Linked DNA regions of Zea mays: region 1 is linked to region 2. Evidence: chromatin contacts called from public Hi-C data. All regions are on one chromosome and are shown on one strand. The core of a region is the stretch at or near the end of the contact, and the rest is flanking DNA. Distances in the headings are between cores, read along the strand shown. Region 1 holds the start of LOC100285015. Region 2 holds the start of LOC100279153 (C2 domain-containing protein At1g53590).

Region 1 (4,095 bases), core at 1,329-3,828, 260 kb after region 2:
TGGTTCGGAACTTACCTTTAGAAGGTGAATAGATGACAAATAATATATGTCGTTGGCCACAATATATTAGTAGTTATGATCATAGTTACTTGTTAGTTAATACTATATCTGTTCTCGAATATTTGTCATCTGTTAGTTTATATTTAAACTAAAACATGACAAATAAAAAAGAATGGAGGGAGTATTTAAGAAAATATTCAGTTACGGATTTATTCAAAAAAAAAGTACACAAGTGAACCATCGTATCATCGTTATCATAAATGCAGAATTACATTTTTAAGGGCAGTACATGTTGTAAAATTAGAGAAATAAGTGACATGCTTCCTTCATATTTAAATAAATTAAATATTCTAATTCCGAATAAAACAAGCATATAACTCAGATAAATGCCATATATAATTATTGCAGCAATGAACAGTAGCAATTCTAGAACATGTAAACATGTAAAATAGCTACTCAGATCCATTTCATAATTAAACATGGCTTGCAGATGAAGAAGGCAGATTAAACTAATAAACATGATTGTTTATCTTAAAATATTGCTCTCAAAATAGCGGGTTGCTGTAATAAACAGCCCTCCAACGCTAATAGGTGATCAGAGATCCTCGACTAACGTGACAGCCCTATCTTACTAAATCAGGGTTTTAGATCAGATGTAATAAGCCTAATAATCAAATATAAAAACTAATAGTAAGGAGCTGTGTACTAAATAAAATAACAGAATTTAACACAGGTAAACAGCCTCAACAAAGAGAGATTTAATTAGGCACAAATAATATCAATGCTAAAAATGATAATACACTAAAACCCAGACTGTCACGTTGTCTCACTACACCGCTATCATCATCGAGCACACAAATCCGCCCACAACAGTGCAATCACACCCAAGTATTTAATACTAGCAGATTGCACAAAATTAAACAATAAATAAAGTGAGATAATGGGTAACTCACAGCACGTAGAAAATCTACGTGGGAAGACCAGCTCAGCGAACACAAGGTTCTGTCCCAGAAAACCAATTCCGCCGCCCACGTCCGGGCCTGTACGGCGGGAGGTTGACGGAGATACTAGAGCCGCTGCCGGAGCCGAGGGAGACGTCCACGGCACCAGCCCGAGAAGACGAACACCGCGCAGCAGGGAGCCCAGGCACCAGGCCACGGTGGACAATAATCAGAACAGACAGAGCACCACACAGGTGCACTGGTGAGACAACAGAGCGCAGGAGAACCTCGCTGCGCACAAGCAGTACCACCTCCACCTTTTTCCACCAGCAGGATTAACACCAGAACACCAAGAATCGAAGGAATCGATCCAAATCGTGACTGGAACCGAGAGGAGGAATAGGAACAGAGAGCTGGGATTTTTGGCGAGTTGCAGAGCAGGGAACAAGTTTCCATACTTAAGGAACCGAGGGAGAAACGGTTGCAGAAGGGCGGCGTAGAGATCGGCGAGCGCAGAACTGCTCGTCTTCAGAACGCCGCCGCCACCCTGCCTTTTCTCCGCTCACTCGCTCGCTCACGGCTGTTGCTGCTGCCCTAGTAAAACATGCCTCCGTGGTGGGCTGCTCGGCCACCGAGCCTTGAAGCGGCCCACCCAGCTGTTTTTTTTAATAATAAGGTGAAAACACAAAATCGGACAGCAGTACATACAAACCGGCCACGAGAGAGAAATCAGAGAGATGCCAAGGAAAACAAAACAGAACGAAGCACACACTGCTCACGCGCAAAGCAGTAGGGCCATGCCACCCAAAACAACCACCGGCGTCATCCACGCCGCGCTCCCTCTACCATCCGCGGCGACACTGGTGTCTTGTGCCCCATCCACCGCAGCGGACGGCTGCGCTGGCACATCGTCGCCGCTCTTTGGGACGCCCCCCTTGTGCCCTGGTGCCGCCTTTCCAGGCACCGGCGCCTCTGCAGACTGTCCTGGTGCCGGCGCAGAAGAAGCCGTGTGGAATAGCTGCGGGGGCAGCAGCACGCTGTCGACGGAGTAGACGGCGAACGGGAAGCGAGCGAACAGCGTGCTGCTGATGGGCACGTCGACGACGCCAGTGGAAAGGTTCACCAGGGGGTTCGTGGTGCTGGCGGTGACGTTGACACTGTACATGCCGGCGGGGCCCGACGCCTCGGTGTGCAGCGGGTTGCTGGCCGTCTGGAACGTGGCGAGGCTGTAGTAGCGGGGCAGGACGTGGTAGAGCAGCAGCTGGATCTGGTCTTGGTCTGCGAGGGCGTTGAGCGTGCCGGCGGCCTTGAGCTTGGCGAAGGCGTTGTCGTTGGGCGCGAAGAAGGTCAGGCCGTCGTACGAGTTCTTGAGTTGGCTGCTGATCTGTTCCGTTATCCGGGTGGCGTTCAGGAGGCGGAGCAGAGTGGTGTACTGCCCGCCATTTTCCAGGATGCTGGTCAGGTTGTTGTTGGTGGGCTCGGGTGGTGCCGCCGGGGCAGGAGCAGGAGCAGGGGCGACGTCGTCCGCAGCCGCTGCCAAGAGGGAAGGGAGGAAGAGAAGAAGCGGGATGACGGTGTGGCAGGCCATTAGTCTCGGGACGCTCTGGACTGGAGGCGACTAGCTAGGGTACAGTACAGTGAGCTACCTATAGTGTGTCGTGCGTGTGGTGGGTATTTGAAGAAGAGGAGGATCACATCACATGGCTCTCGTTCATTTCCATCGTACGTGCGCACGTAGGTTCGTGGTCCAGGCGGTGAAAATTTGGCCGCTGGCTGCGGTAGGCGTGGCGTGGCTGTCACCCGGGCGGCCGGAGGTGATTCACATTCCACAGGTCGTCTACCGCCGCTAGCAGCCAGCCCTTGTCATCCACCAGTACGTAGCATGCATGGAGTAACCACATAGCTATAGATGGACTGACAGCTCCTGATAAATGTTATAACTAACATGCCTCTCTTCGCAGACGACCAAATAATAATTGTTGCCCCTGTTGGTCAGCTGCTAGAGACGCATTAATATAATTGTTGAAGGTTCCATGTGAGTTTAATTCATCAGCGGTTCTCAACCACGAGAGCCGGAACGGAACAGAAACTCTTCCACGCTGGCGCTGGCGGTCGTGGCCGTCGTTCTGTCCGCGTTAGGTGCGACGAAAGCAAGAACAAGCTCGCCGCGGAGTTCAACGACGGCCTCGGCCGCCTCCTGGCCAACCTCGGCTGTAGCCTCCATGGCTTCCGCTACTCGCTTGCTGACCGGCCTGTACGGCTTCGCGAGTGCAACCTTTGCAAACCCATCGGCTGCTGGTATGTCCACCCATTGTACATTCAGTTTTGCTGACCTGACCATTACATATATATCGACGATTTTATGATGCAGGATTTGTGCGGAAGACCCTGCGAGAAGCGCAAGCATTTTACTGGTTCTGTCTGGGACGGCTCGTACCTGACGGAGGCCGACGCCAAGCTAGCCGGCAACGGTGGTCCGCCAAAGTTCACCGTGCCCCTTCAACAAGTTGGTGCACAGAAAATGACACATGTTTTCGTTTCATCTTTTGCATAAACCAAAATGCCCCGTGGCCTGTAGCAATAAGTTGCCAAAAGAATTGACGGAGAAGCAAGAAGAATCACCCTCGCTATTTCCTTGTCCACCAAACCAGTGTTGAACATATAAAACCCATTGCCACTGTCGCATTAAACATGATGTACGTCAAACTCAGAGTGACAAGCTAATGACCAGCCAACCAAATGCAGTTACTGCGCAACAGTTTATTTCCAGACAACAAAATACACCGAGGCAAACATAACATCACAAATCTGTATCGTCGAGAAAAAAATTTGCTTATCATGAGATTCACCAGCCCACAGGAGGAGGAACTCTGTATTTTCATTATCCTGCCAACAACCTAACTAATTTAGGGCAGGCTGCAATGGCAGCTTGGCAAGGACAAAACACCAAGCACAGACCTGGATTCATCCTTGTTACTCAGCTCAGCTGAACAAATTGGGAATGCAGGCCCCCGAGTCAGGGTTCTGCTGCTCCTTCCAGATACGGCCTGTGACGCGCAGCTTCAGCTCTTTCCTATCTCCACCTGAGAAGAAGAGAGCCATGTTGCGCTGAATTATTAGGCCGTCATGGCTGTCCCTAACCTTCCGGTGGCTG
Region 2 (3,786 bases), core at 125-2,624:
AGAACTGGAAGGCGGCTCAGGGCGACCCCCCGTGCTTATCCGCCACGAAAATCTCGCAGTAGCCGCGCCCCCGCAAGGCGAGGGGCCGGATTTCGGCGGACCATTCACGCGCATGTCGTGCGTCCGCGCCCTTCGCCCCGCCCCGCCCCGCCCCGGCCAGGCGAGCGCGCGCGCGTGGCTCTCCACACTCTCTCCTCTCATCCATGACTTGGTGAGTGAGTGTGACTTTCATATTTAAGCTAGCTCTACTCCACTAGAGCTAGCAATATGGTGCTAATGGTTCCACCTATCCTCTAGCCATCCCCTTGTATGGGCTTTTGAGATTTTCTGGGATTTATTTGAATTTATTAATTGGGCCAAGCCCATAAATCCTAACACTAGCGAACATGAATATCTCCAGCATCTTAAGTATGATAACGATTTGCTTTCGTCAACGCTATGACTAAGGCCCGTTTTGGTCAGACATGACGTTCTCATGGGTTAATGACTCGATCAGCAACCAAAGACAGCGTGTTCGTCAATTTATCTCTAACCTTTACTAGCTCGTAACAATGCAGCTGAGTCGAAAACAAGGAGGGGAATACATGAAAGTCCACAAAAAAATTTAAGACGAGCAATATATAAATCGAACACCTAAATGTAGCGGTGAAGAAACGGGAGCCAGAGTTTGACTAATTCATCGAGTTCTCGGCAACAACGGGGGACCGAAGCAATCGGTCCGAGGCAAGAAGGAGAGAGAGAGAGAGACTCCGGCGGGCGGGTGGATGGAGCATGCGCACTCACCGCAAATATGTACAGGAGCCCGACGAGGAAGAGCGCCGGGTGCGTCCAGCCGGATGCCGCGGCGACCCAGAGCGCCGCCAGCACGAGCGCTGCGTGGTGCACCACCGTTACCTCCGTGATATCCATCGCCGTGAGGTCTACAGCCGCCGGCAACCTCTTCCTTCCGCTGGTGCCCGGCCCGGGCACCCACTCCGTCCGCGCTACCGCTACTGCTCTCTCTGTGTGTTTTAGTTTCTCAAGACGGGCGGAAGCGGAACACCGTGCGAACGTTATGCATGAGTGGCCCCGATGCCTGCGTCGAGGAAGGGGAGCTGAATCGGCGGGGCGAGGTGGGAGGGAGGCCAGGTCACGGGCCCACAGGGGAGAAGAAGCGGCGGACGGTGAGCGGAAAGGCGGCCGGATGGACGCGGGGCCGACGCGGGAGCCGATGTGGGCGTGGGGCAGGGGCCGCGGTGGTGTCCTGCGTGCCCTCTCTGGCTCTCTCGCACGGTCTCACGCGCCGACCGCACCCCGAGCAGCGGATGTGGGAATTATCATCACCCACCGCACGCTCCGCTGGTTTGTTCGGTTCGGTCATGGGCGGCGGTCAGATGATGAGAAATACTAGTACTTCCGTATATATTTCTATACGAGCTGGCTGCGTGGCGCGGCAGCGGACCGCGGGGGAACGTGGCAGCTAGCGGGCTCGTCACCTGGTCAAGCTGAGCGGGCACGTGGCGGCGCAAATGGGAGGGGGGAGCCGGGGAGGGCAAAATTTTTTATTTTAGCCCTTTCAAAAAGTTACGTTTTCGTTCGCGGTTCGGTGTCGTTCCGGTCACTGCGTCATCATAGAAGCCATGTGGTACTACCTCGGTATCGAGTTTTTCTTTGCTATTATTGTACTTCTTTTAACATGCTTCTCTATTAGGGCAGGTACAAAACCAATTAATAACGTGTGTCTTGAGTCGTGTCTAGGGTTTTTTTTTTGCAAAAAAACAAAAAAGTCGACTCTTGACGAAGGAACGGTTTCAGACCGCGGCTCGACAACGAAGCAACAAAGGCGTATCTGCCTTGTACGTAAGGAGTCGTTTCTTCCCGATCTATTGTGCCCATTCACCATTTCTCCCGTCACTTTCCCCACCGCCGCCACACTCGACTCCTCCGCAGTGTGCCGCCGCCGCTGTCTACTACCAGATTCGCCGTCCATCCCTCCTCTCCCGGCAATGGTACGACCAAGAAAGAGCTGGTCGGGTCTTTCCCCTGCTGCCGGCGGCCCCAATCTCACCCGCGCGGCAGAGATGAACCGCTCGGTGCCCCGGCTTCCTGCCTGCTTCTACAACAGCGGCAACCTTCGGATCCTCTCCGACAGCAACGTCCAGGACACCTCACTGGTGGGCACTCGACGACCATTCACCCCCATTCACCCCACTGCTCGTGCTTCACCCACAACAAGCACATTCAGTTCTCTCAACAATGGATCTTCACCATCGTTCTCTGAACTGCTGCACAGGTACAACTATGAGATTAGATTATTTCTCTGAACTGTTGCATAGTTCTCTGAATTGCTGCCAGATTATTTCGTTGAGATCATTTACTAGTTCTGATGACTGAAGTGGTTAGCAAAAACTGATTGGTAGATTATTTTAAAAATTACAGTTCTAATGGTTTTATGTGATACATGGTGGAAGAGCAACCACAAAACTGCTCAGAGAATGAACACCTAGGAGCAACATCACATGTTATTCAGATTGATGATAAACCTGATGAAATTAGGAAGGAGACAAGACTAATATGGAAATCAGATGAAGATGTTAGAGTGGTAATTATTTTTCCAATGCACTTTCAGTTTTTATTTTCTCACATGGAAGGGTACTTATTTGCTTGTGTGTCTTTTTCTTGTGTAGATGAGTGCTTGGCTGAAACATTCATTGATTCATTGAGTGGAAACAATAAAAAAGGAGATAAGTATTGGGAGGATGTGGTGAACGAGTACAATCTTACTACTGAGAAAATCAAATGGAGGACTAAAACTCAGGTAAAGGAGAGGTGGCACAAGTTAAATAGATGGATAAACCTATTCAATGATTGTTGGTTGAAAGCTATGAATATATACACTAGCGGGTATTCGGACCAAATGTGGATCGATAAAGCTCACAAGTTCTATGAAGAAGAAAATAAAGGGGTTCATTTTGTGTTTATGGATGTTTGGAACATGGTGCGTAATGAGGCAAAGTGGTTCTCTTATAATGACCATAGTAATAAAAGGAAGGAGATGGACAGCAGCAACCCTATAGTCGATGAAGCTGAAGACCTTGAGCTCCCGAGACCGATTGGGCAGCAGGCTGCTTATGATGCTACTGACAAGGTTGCTAAGAAGGGTGCTAAGAAGGCTGCTTATGATGCTACTGACAAGGTAAGACGATTAGATGAGTTAGACAGATTTGAAAAGATTCAAAATGGTTGCCATGCCAATCGTATGAAGGTTCTTGAAATGCAACATAAGATAAGCAATGACAAGATCGAGGCATCAAAATTATCTCTGCAAGCAGCAAAGGATGAGAAGGAAGCAAGGTTGCTGGAAAAAGAGTCCAAGATGCTAGAAACTTACGCTTGTCTCCTCAAGCAAGACATGTCTGCAATGCATGATGAAATCGTGTGAACCTGAGAAGCAGGTGTGGGATTTTATAACTGAAATGTGAACTGGAATTTATAACTGAAATGTGAACTGGATTTTATAACTCAAATGTGAAGCAGGCGTGTTTTTTTGGAACTGCAGATTCCCACACAGTCCAATCTGACATGCTATATATATACATATATATATATATATATATATATCCTGGGTGTCTGCAGATGCATTACCAAAGATGTCAGGAGCAAATAGACCACAAGAAAGTGCCAATTATTCACAGGGCGACGATGAAGAATTGGAGTTCAATGATGCTGACGACGTTTACACAGTAGAAGATCTTCTTGCTGAAGAAGAATTTCTATATAGCTTTCTTGATGGAATTGGTCAGGATA

What was found. Hi-C and Micro-C count contacts between places; a contact is called where the count stands out from the background.
Region 1: a contact with region 2 is called in a Hi-C map of leaf, with 5 times the contacts expected there. The contact joins the promoter of LOC100285015 here to the promoter of LOC100279153 in region 2.

What each region holds. Positions count from the first base shown.
Region 1 is chr4:227,208,403-227,212,497 of Zm-B73-REFERENCE-NAM-5.0, forward strand. LOC100285015 reads right to left here and starts at 2,579. Exons shown (of 1, transcript NM_001366711.1): 1 at 1,662-2,579. The coding sequence starts at 2,529. The coding sequence ends at 1,717. LOC100279741 reads right to left here. Exons shown (of 3, transcript NM_001152699.1): 3 at 3,667-4,095. The coding sequence ends at 3,924.
Region 2 is chr4:226,945,356-226,949,141 of Zm-B73-REFERENCE-NAM-5.0, forward strand. It overlaps LOC100279153 (C2 domain-containing protein At1g53590), which reads right to left and starts at 1,375. Exons shown (of 12, transcript XM_020552865.1): 1 at 784-1,375. The coding sequence starts at 909.